Regions from separate parts of the Sus scrofa genome. Here region 2 is linked to region 1. Evidence: chromatin contacts called from public HiChIP or PLAC-seq data. All regions are on one chromosome and are shown on one strand. Each heading gives the region's core, a stretch centred on a gene start, on an enhancer-like site or on the middle of the called end of the contact. The rest is flanking DNA. Distances are from core to core; before and after follow the strand shown.

Region 1 (5,453 bases), core at 1,543-4,042:
TAGTGATCAAGGATCTGGCCTTGTCCCTGCTATGGCTCAGGTTTGAAGCCCAGCCTGGGCACTTCCGCATGTCGTGGGAGCAACCAAAAAAATCATTGAAAGAGAGAAAGAAAACAATTCATCCTAGGGCTTGTTTCTCCTATGGTCATAAGAAGGCTGCTTGTAGCAAAGGCTGTACACATACTTACTTACATCCAGTGGGAAGGAGAGAGACAACCTCTCCTTCAAGCACAAACTGAAAATCCTTCGTGGAGTCTAACGGGGATCCCCCTTGTTCATTGTCCACCTCTGACCTTATTAATAGCTATCATCATGGAATTGTTAACCTCTGGTTGTCTTAGACCTGGAATCCTAAACCAATCACCAGCAAGAAGAGGGAATTAAATAAATGATTGACAGTAATGACAGTGGCTAAGCCTTCTGGGTCCCAAAATGAGGATGATCTAGGCATGCAGCAGAGCCCCCAGGCAATCGGCCATGGAAACGTAGTGTGAGGAATGGACTTCAGTGATTTCAGGGCACTAAGGCTTTGGGGGTTGTTTGTTACTGCAGCATAACCTAACCTATGTTATGGAACAACAGAAAATGTAAGCAACATGCTGTCAACTATATTGAGAGTGTGGAGAGAAGTGCCAGTTGGGGTGTAAATGAACTAACTCTTCATCTATGAAAGCAGGGAGTCAGTAAACGACGTTTAAAATGAAAATAGAAGTTCCCTGGTGGCTCAGCCAGTTAAGGAGCCAGCAGCATCATCTCTGTGGCTCTGGTTACTGCTCTGGCACAAGTTCAGCCCCTGGCCTGGAACTTCCACAGGCCGTGGGCTTGGCCAAAAAAACAAAAAAGAAAAACAAGAAAAGAAACAGTATAAGCAGTCGTGTTATTCAGAAATATGGATGAAACTACCAGGAAACAAACAAACAAAAACCCTGCTAAAATAATTGAAAGTTATTACCCAGGGAGTGGGCTTGGGGTTGGAAGAGGTAGGGCAGGGAGATTTTTATTTTTATTATACATTCTTTCAGATATTATTTTTTTTTTAATTTTTTTAGGGCCGCACCCGCGGCATATGGAGGTTCCCAGGCTAGGGGTCTAATAGAAGCTGAGCTGCTGGCCTACACCACAGCCACAGCAACGCCAGATCCAAGCCGCGTCTTCGACCTACACCACAGCTCATGGCAACACCAGATCCTTAACCCACTGAGCAAGGCCAGGGATTGAACCTGCAACCTCATGGCTCCTAGTTGAATTCGTTTCCGTTGCACCACGACAGGAACTCCCTCTTTCAGATTTTTAATATTTTAACTAAATGCGTTTGTATTCCTTTAGTGATTTTTAAAAATTTCTAATTATTTGACTTTATTTTATTTGACTAAAATCCAATCATTTCAGGTCCTGGGAACATGGTCATAAAATCCAGGTGAGGAGTTCCTGTCATGGCTCAGTGGTTAGCAAATCCAACTAGTATCCATGAGGACGTGGGTTCGATCCATGGCCTTGCTCAGTGGGTTAAGGATCCAGCGTTGCATGAGCTGTGGTATAGGTCACAGACGTGGCATGGATCCCGCATTGCTGTGGCTGTGGTGTAGGCCGGTGGCTACAGTTCTGATTCGACTCCTAGCCTGGGAACCTCCATATGCCCTGGGTGTGGCCCTAAAAGACAAAAGACAAAAAAAAAAAAAAAAAAAAAAACCAGCTGAAATCTTCTGAAAAGGAAGTTGTGTTTTGGTTGACTCACATCTCTCACACCCTAATTTATTCCTGAACAACACTTCACATTTGACCATCTGATGGTCAAACTAGTAATCTGAAAACCAGCCTCAAAATTAACACAAGAACAAGAGAATATTTTCATGCCATTTAATAATGTTTCTGAGAGACAAATACATCAAAAGGGTTTCCACCCAGCCAATAAAGTGATTTAAATTTGTTGTAAAATGGGCTATTTGCTGACGTGTTGTTTTTCTTTAATAGAATTTTTGAGGGGTTGGAGCTGTAAGGTTTTTCTCTAGTGGATTTTTCTCCTACCATGGGTCTAAGCCTGACTTCCAAAGCCTCCTCCACCAACATTGGCGTCTTCACGAAATTCATCTCTTACCTGGCCCCCACACCTGCCATGGGCATACTGTCTGCCCTCTTTAAAACCTATATCCCATTTTGTGTGGATAATACGGTCATCTAGGAGGGTCCCATTTAGGAATCTCATGGCATTTTCAGCATCGGCTCTGAGATGGTATTCTACAAAACAGAAACCACATGCTGTTTTCTTTATATTATCCAGGCCCATAAAGACATTCTTGACATCACCACACCTACTAAAGAGCTCAAATATTTGCTCTTCAGTTGTATAAATGGAAAGATTCTCCACATACAGTGTGGAGCTTTCCATCAGTAATTTTTCATGCTCTTCGTTGTCGCCACGAAACTGCTGGTCCTGGTACTCGCTCAGCTCCGGGCAGGAGTTGCTGCGCTGAATTGTCAGGTCATTGGACATAGTGCCCCGTGGGTGCCGTGAAGGCCGCAGTTCCGGATCCAGGTCAGAAGCAGTAACACCACCAACAACAACAAAAAAAACAATCAAAGCCTAAAGTGAATTTTAAAAAAGTAAAGTTATGAGGAGGGAAACAGAAATGCAAACCTAAGTGTATATCTAAGAGGATTGTGCACAGACACCTCAGCTCTTGATCATGAAGATCGCATCAAGGCAAACCCCAAATGGCAAGTTCCAAGCCCCAGGAACATGGTCACAACGTCCAATTGTGCAAGTCTTCCTGAAAGGAAAGTCAGGCTGCCTTTGGTTGACTCAGATCTTACACATCTCATCTGTTACCAAGGAACACATTTCCTAACAGTATCCTCTGGAAAAATACAGCATAAAACAGCCAAATGGATTGAATTTTCATGGATAACGAGCACTACTATGGTGTCTGATTGAGGGCTAGGCATCAGATAAATCACAGACATAATCAGGGTCAAAGCACAAATACAGTTGTCACTTACTCTCTCGTAATTTAAAATAATCCATTTTAATTCAACTCTATAATATGGAAAGTAATATATTGGATTGTTAGATCAGGCAAAGAGCCCCCTTATACCATCAAGTACTGAAGAATAAAAATGAGGAGTTCCGTTGCGGCTCAGCAGTAAGGAACCTGACTAGTGTCCATGGGAACGTGCATTCGATCCCTGGCGTCGCTCAGGGGGTTAAAGGATCCAGCGTTGCCATGAGCTGTGGTGTAGGTAGCAGACTGGGATCGGATCCCGCATGGCTGTGGCCGAGGCTGGTAGCTTCAGCTCTGATTTGACCCCTAGCCTGGGAACTTCCATATCCTGTGGGTGTGCGCCCCCACAAAAAAAAAAAAAAAAAAAAGAATAAAAATGAAAACTCCCTGGCATCATAAATCGGACCTAAATTAAGATGAGATGTTATTAGAAATAATTCCACTTTTCCTCTTAAACTTTAGAATGGCTTTTATTTAATTATTTGAATATTCCAAGTCTATTTTAAAAACCTTTTTTTTTTTAAAGCCCAAGTGTCTCACACCACACTTAAGTGTACCCAGGAAGGAAGAAATAAGAGAAAATGGTGACTCAGGAAAATCCCAAACCACTTGGGCCCAGATAATTTTAATGAATTATCTTTTCCCCCTTTACTAAATTTTCCCACTCCAGTCAAAGGCATTGAAAATGGGAGTTCCTGTCGTGGCTCAGTGGTTAACTTATCCGACTAGGAACCATGAGATTGCGGGTTCAATCCCTGGCCTCGCTCAGTGGGTTTAGGATCTGGCGTTTCTGTGGCTGTGGTGCAGCTGGCGGCTACAGCTCCTATTAGACCCCTAGCCTGGGAACCTCCATATGCCGCGTGTGTGGCCCTCGCAAAGACAAAAAGACAAAAAAAAAAAAAAAAAGGCATTGAAAATGATCAACTGGTTTTACCTACACTTTTCAAAAATATGCATTAGTTCTCTGGACCTCCCTCTATTTTTGCAATGGTTCCCAAATTTTAGTGTGAAAGAAATACCTTCAGAACTACATTGAAATGTAGATTCTTGGGGGGGGTATTTTTGATTTTTTAGTTAAAATATAGTTGATTTACAATGTTGTGCTGATTTCTGTTGTATAGCAAAATGGTTTATTTATACACACATATAAATTCTTTTTTATAATATTCTTTTCCATCATGATCTATCCATGGCTATAGTTCCCTGTGCAATATAGCAGGACCTCACTGTCTATCTATTCTAAATGCAAAAGTTTGCGCCTACTTACCCCCAAATTCTCAAGTTCATCCCTTTCCCTTCCCCCTCCTTCTTGGCAACCACAAGTCTGTTCATCTTGTCCATGGGTCTGTTTCTGTTTTGTAGGTAGGTTTATTTTTGCCATAGTTTATATTTTACATATAAGTGACATCATATGGTATATGTCTTTCTTTTTCTGATTTACTTCACTTAGTACAATAATCTCTAGTTACATCCATGTTGCTGCAAATGGCATTATTTTGTCCTTTTATATGGCTGAGTAGTATTCCATTTTATATATGTATCACATCTTCTTAATCCAGTCATCTGCTGGTGGACATTTAGGTTGTTTCCATATCTTGGCTATTATGAACAGTGCTGCAGTGAAACTTGGGTTCCTGTATCTCTATGAATCATTGTTTTGTATGGGTATATGCCCAGGAATGGGATTGCTAGATCTTTCTAGAAACACAGAGCCTACTGAAATTGAATCAAGAAAAAAAAATTTAATTTGAACAGACCGATCACTTTAAGTGAAATAAAATTTGTAACTAAAAAAAAAAAAAACTCCCTACAAACAAAAGTCCAGGACCAGATGGCTTCACAGACGAATTCTACCAAACATACAAAGAACTTATAGCAATTCTTTTCAAACTCTTCCAAAATACTGAAGAAGAGGGAATACTCCCAAAGACATGCTGTGAAGCCACCATCACCCTGAAACCAAGACCAGACAAAGATACTATGAAAAAAGAAAATTACAGGCCAATTATCTGTGATGAATATAGATGCAAAAACTCTCAGTGAAATGCAGATTCTTGAGGCCTACCCCTAAGAGATTCTGGCTCAGTAGATTGAGGCAAGATCTAGGAACCGACATTGAACATTTAAACTGCACCCTTCGGAGTTCCCGTCGTGGCTCAGTGGTTAACGAATCCGACTAGGAACCATGAGGTTGTGGGTTCCATTCCTGGCCTTGCTCAGTGGGTTGAGGAGCTGGTGTTGCCGTGAGCTGTGGTGTAGGTCGCAGACGTGGCTCGGATCCCATGTTGCTGTGGCTCTGGTGTAGGCCAGCAGCTGCAGCTCCTATTCGACCCTTAGCCTGGGAACCTCCACATGCCTCGGAAGGGGCCCAGGAAATGGCAAAAAGACAAAAATAAAAAATAAACTGCACTCTTCAGTGATCCTGATGCAAGTGGTCCAAGGACCACACTTGGA
Region 2 (5,453 bases), core at 2,193-4,692, 98 kb before region 1:
ATGTAGCTTAGCTGGTGTTGAAGGACAAACAAGACTTGGGCAGGCAGCAATGAGGCTTAAGGGGAGGGGTTCCTGTCGTGGCTCAGTGGTTAACGAATCCGACTAGGAACCATGAGGTTGCGGGTTCGATCCCTGGCCTTGCTCAGTGGGTTAACGATCCGGCGTTGCCGTGAGCTGTGGGGTAGGTCGCAGACGCGGCTCAGATCCCGCGTTGCTGTGGCTCTGGCGTAGGCTGGCAGCTACAGCTCCGATTGGACCCCTAGCCTGGGAACCTCCATATGCCGCGGAAGCAGCCCAAGAAATGGCAAAAAGACAATAAAAAGGGTGGGGGGAGAGAATTCCAGGCAGAATAACATGAGCCAAACCACAGCAGGAAAGCAGAGAAGGGGCAAAGCAGATGAGCCTGACGGATGCAAGGGAGGGAAATACGGCTAGAAATGGAGACAGTGGCTAGATGAAGGAGAGCTTTGCTGTCATTTGGAGTCTGAACGTAACAGGATAAAATGTCAGGATCTTAAGACCATAGTACCCCCTTAATCATCACTAAGTAACATCTTAGTTGAGACCGAGGTGGAGAGAAGAACTCAAAGACGCAGAAGGGCACAGCAAATTTCTCACTTTCCATTCTCGCCCAGGACCACTCAGGTGACCAACATGCTACATTCTCAGACTCCCAAACGTCAGAGAAAAGAGGCTGAGGGCTTTGTTCAATGAGCAGCCACTTTCTGTGCAAAGGACAGGATGAGGAAAAGTGAGAGGTAAATTGGACATCTGACAGATTATCCAAGAGTCGTTACAAACAACTGTGTCACCTTGCTGAGCTGCAAACGCATTCATTACCCCCTTTTAACAACACACCAGAGAAAATGCAGTGTTCTTTCTGTGACTATGAGTTTGGTTTTTTCAGATTCTTTGATGATGTTTAACAAGATTGTATTGTACACTCGAAAGTTTCTAAGAGAGTGGATCTTTTTGCCGGCCACAGCCACAGCAACGCGGGATCCGAGCCACGTCTGCGACCTATACCACGGCTCATGGCAACGCCAGATCCTTAACCCGCTGAGGGAGGCCAGGGATAGACCCCGCATCCCCATGGATCCTAGTTGGGTTCATTAACTGCTGAGCCGCGAAGGGAACTCAGAGTGGATCTTAAATGTTCTCACCACACATGCGTAACTATGTGAGGTGATGGTTGTGTTAACTAAGCTTATCGTGGTCATCTTATGACACGACCATCTTATATGTGTTCATCTTATATGCTTATATATTAGCATATCAAATCATCACATTGCACACCTTAAACTTACACAATGTTATATGTCAATTATATCTCAACAAAGCTGGGAAAAAAAAGCAAGAAAACATGATGTTTCTGATGCCGATGCTGCATGTACTGTGAGAGCATCTAAGCCAAGATGTTAATCTGGATCACACTTTAAGGGACAGCAGCACATACATACTACCTCCACAGTCCTTTGTATCAAGAAAGTTCAAATCGGGAAGTTCCCGTTGTGACACAGCACACATGAATCCGACTAGGAACCATGAGGTTGCAGGTTCGATCCCTGGCCTCGCTCAGTGGGTTTAAGGATCCTGCGTTGCTGTGAGCTGTGGTGGAGGTCGCAGAGGCAGCTTGGATCTGGCGTGGCTGTGGCTGTGGTGTAGACCAGCAGCTGTAGCTCCGATTCGACCCCTAGCCTGGGAACCTCCATATGCTGCAGGTGCAGCCCTAAAAATAAGAAAAAAAAAAGGTTCAAATGTGTATAAAAGGAAGAGGAAGATGAGACATCTTCTTTGTTTTCTAAAGCAAAATTCTACAACATTTCAAAGATGATTCTGCTGGCTTTACATAAAAAGAATTAAATGAAGCGGGGCTGTTTTTTTTAATGGATTTTATCTGTTTCATTTGATTTGGAGGGAGGGTGCTCACTTAACAGACTGGGGAATATGTAAAGCTATTAATAAGATTCTGTACTGGAGGAACTGGAGCTTAGGAGACAAAAAAAAAATAAATTGCTGAGGCAGAGTTAAGCAACCGACTGCCTCAGTGCCTACATTTAATTTTTTGGCAGAGGAGTGGATGAGGGGTTGCGGGGCAGAGGTAGGTGGGGAATGGGAGCATCAAAGCCATAAATATGGTGTGGGAGTTCCCTTCGTGGCTCGGTGGTTAAGGAACCCGACTAGGATCCACGAGGTTGCGGGTTCGATCCCTGGCCTCCCTCAGTGGGTTAAGGATCCGGCGTTGGGTCACTGCTATGTTATGGGCTCGATCCCTGAGGATGCATGCCATAGGTGTGGCCCCCAAAATGCATATAATGTAACATGTAGAACATATATAATGCACACACACGTATATCGACATGCACACACACATTTTCCATGTTTACTTACCGAGTTTAATGAACAAAAATTTTGGCAACACAGAGAGAGGATAATTGGCTCTATATACATGTCTTAGGAATGGCCTAGTGCCGGGTGGCAATTCTGTGTTAGTTTTAGAATCCCTCAGGGATCAGACCTCCAAGCCTTGGTAGCCTTAGGGCTAGTTATTTTCTCCCCCCATATTCTCCTTCTACACAAGGTAGCTATTTAGAACAGGCAAGAAGTGGGAGAGGTATTATACACACGCGCGCACACACACACACACGCACATGCACACACATATATATATCCTACATGAAATGAAGCAGAAACCTCCTTTCTATATCTTCAGAACCGTAAAATTGTTAAATCTTAAAAGGACTGAAGTAAGCATCCATTTCTAGCCTCTTATTTTATAGATAGAAACGTGAGGCCTAGAGAGAAGGGCTTACTCAACATCATAGTACGATCAATGACAGGGCACGGCTGGAGCCAGAGCTTTCGCTCCCCATCCAGTGTTCTTTCCACTCCACTACTTGTTTTGTGAAGCATAGTACTTGCTTATAACCCCCTCTGAAGCTATAAAACTCTCTGGATCTCACCCTTGTGAATTTAGCCTATAAATATGAACATTTATATCTACACACACACACACGCACACACAAACTTGCAGGGATGTTCGTAACAGCTTTATGGGTCTTAGCCAAAAACTGGAAACAACTGAAATGCTCTTCAGTGGGGGCACAGATAAACGAATTGTGGATCATCAACGATAAAAAAAAAATGTAAACCATTGATGCACACAACCTGAATGTATCTCAGAGGCATGATGATGAGTGACATAAACAAATCATAATATGTTGCATACTGCATGATTCCATTTATGTAACATTCCACAAATTACAAAATTATCGTGATGAAGAACAGATCCGTGGCTGCCAGGGGGGCAGATGTGACTGCAAAGAAGTAGCACAAATGAGGTTTTAGGGGTAATGAGATTGTACTGTTCTCATTATGGTGGTAGTTACACGAATCTATACATGTGATGACATTTATGGAACTACACACATTCCCCCCCGCCCCTCCAAAAGGCTGAGTACATGTTAAAAACTGATGAAATCTGCATGTGGTCTGTAGCTTGCTTAGTAGAATATTGTACCAATGATAACTTCCTAATTGCGAGAGTTATGTGGTTATGTAAGATGTTAACACTGGGGAAGAATATATGGATGGTGTGTTGGAACTCTATTATTTTAGAACCTTCTATATGAGCTTAAACTTATTTCAAGAATTAAAAGAAAAAGAAAAACTTTAGAAGTCCCATAATGGTTTAGACAGATCGGGTGAACCAACATTTATAAATTTTTCTGAAGTTATAACTAGATATTTTTAGGCCTTTGCTCAAATGGCGTCTCATCTCATACCCACTTGGCATCCTAGTTGATTTTTATCCATAACATGTATAACTCCTAATAAAAATATATTTATTGTGTGTCTCCCCCAGCTAGCACATAAGCTTCGTAATCTTAAGGACTTTGTTTTATTCACTACTGTATTCCCAACACCTAGAATAATGCCTGGCACACTGTGGGTAGTCAACAAATATTTGTGGAATTAATGAACGAATGTGAGTATGTTGGCCCTGAAATAAAGAGAGAATGAAAAATTGTATACTAGGTCACATGTCTTCATTACAAGAGGCAAATTTCCCTTACATTTTCTTTTTATACAATTACTCAAAATGGTAATTTGGCTCTGCCATTTACATATGGTTTGCCACATTATGGAAGATTTTCAAAGATGCTGAAACAACCACCTAGGTGCTAGGAGATCACATATTCTGAAATGGTTCCTCACCCAATGTTAAAAGAAGGAAAGAGTTACCTCTCTTGTGAAACTGGCTGTGCTTTACTCATCCCTGGGGTGCATAAAGGATTGTACTGACAACAGCTAGCCACCAGAGGGCAGTGTTTATTTAATTATCCTTTCTCAGCACCTATTGTGTCCCAAGCCATGTGCTGGGTATAAAAAAAGTGGATAGGCCACAGTACCCACTAAGTTTAAGGTCTGGTGGGGAGACAAATAGGTATATAGAAGTGCTATGATGAATGTACATATACGGGAGTTCCCGTCATGGCTCAGCAGTAACGAACCCCACTGGTATCCATGAGGACGCGGGTTTGATCCCTGGCCTCGCTCAGTAGGTAAAGGATCTGGCATTGCCGTGAGCTGTGGTGTAGGTTGCAGAAGCGGCTGGGATCTGGCGTTGCGGTGGCTCTGGCGTAGGCTTGCAGCTGTAGCTCTGATTCGACCCCTAGCCTGGGAACCTCCATATGCCATGGGTGTGGCCCTAAAAAGACCAAAGAATATAGATAGATAGATAGATAGATAGATAGGGTTCTCCAGGTACACAGGGGAAGAACTCCTGAACCAGATTAGGGAGAAGGAGAGGGATACAGAGCATGTGTGATGGCTTCCTGGAGGAGGAGATGCCCAAGCTGAGCCTTAGGAGATAAGCATTCGCCAGCCAGGAGCAAAGGGGAGGGGTGCAAGTTCTCTGAGGACAGGTGCCATGTTCACACTGTGCTTCCAATGCTTGGCCCAAGGCAGAGATATGCTTTAATACTTGCAGAGTGAATGAACCAGGTATAAAGTGCAGGTAGTGAAAAGCGTATGCTCAAGGCAGACAGGGTCCAGATCATAATGGGTCTTAGAAACCTTTATCTTAATGGTGATGGGGAACCACTGAAGGGTTTGTGGTAGGGGCGTGGCATGTGGGCTTTGCATTTTAAAAAGCTCATTCCCACAACAATGTGGAAAATGGATTAAAGGGGGACAGCATGAGTCAGAGAGACCAGTTAGGAACTGTGGTTTCCACAATGAATGTGGCACAGTCATGGCCACTGCCTTTAAGAAACTTGCTGTCCAATGAAGGAAACGAGATGGAATCAGGTAACTGCAACAGAGCAAAGCAGGCAGTGGGTGCAACAGAGGCGAGGCACTGGCCATTCTGCCCGTGGTCAAGCAGTCAGTGCGTGGCAGAGACAGTTCCAAAACCCAGGTTTCCTGATTCTGAGTCTAGGGCTCTTCCC

Evidence for each region. HiChIP or PLAC-seq counts read pairs in DNA pulled down with a chosen protein or histone mark.
Region 2: an H3K27ac HiChIP or PLAC-seq map of alveolar macrophages shows a contact between it and region 1. The contact joins two enhancer-like sites. A contact is called at or near these places in 4 of 47 Hi-C or Micro-C datasets (embryonic fibroblasts, mesenteric adipose tissue, retroperitoneal adipose tissue and 1 more) and 1 of 2 datasets of contacts at active chromatin or transcription factors (alveolar macrophages).

What each region holds. Positions count from the first base shown.
Region 1 is chrX:88,255,615-88,261,067 of Sscrofa11.1, reverse strand. It overlaps the pseudogene LOC102161152. Among named protein-coding and RNA genes, the nearest start is that of TSC22D3, 25 kb to the right of the region's middle. Within about 2 kb of position 2,792, at least 1 of the 83 cell types and tissues checked has an H3K27ac peak or open chromatin away from gene starts, as enhancers often do. A contact at or near this core is called in alveolar macrophages, where this site is marked.
Region 2 is chrX:88,353,925-88,359,377 of Sscrofa11.1, reverse strand. The region is part of intron 3 of MID2 (probable E3 ubiquitin-protein ligase MID2); the gene reads right to left. Among named protein-coding and RNA genes, the nearest start is that of NLRP12L, 47 kb to the left of the region's middle. Within about 2 kb of position 3,442, at least 1 of the 83 cell types and tissues checked has an H3K27ac peak or open chromatin away from gene starts, as enhancers often do. A contact at or near this core is called in alveolar macrophages, where this site is marked.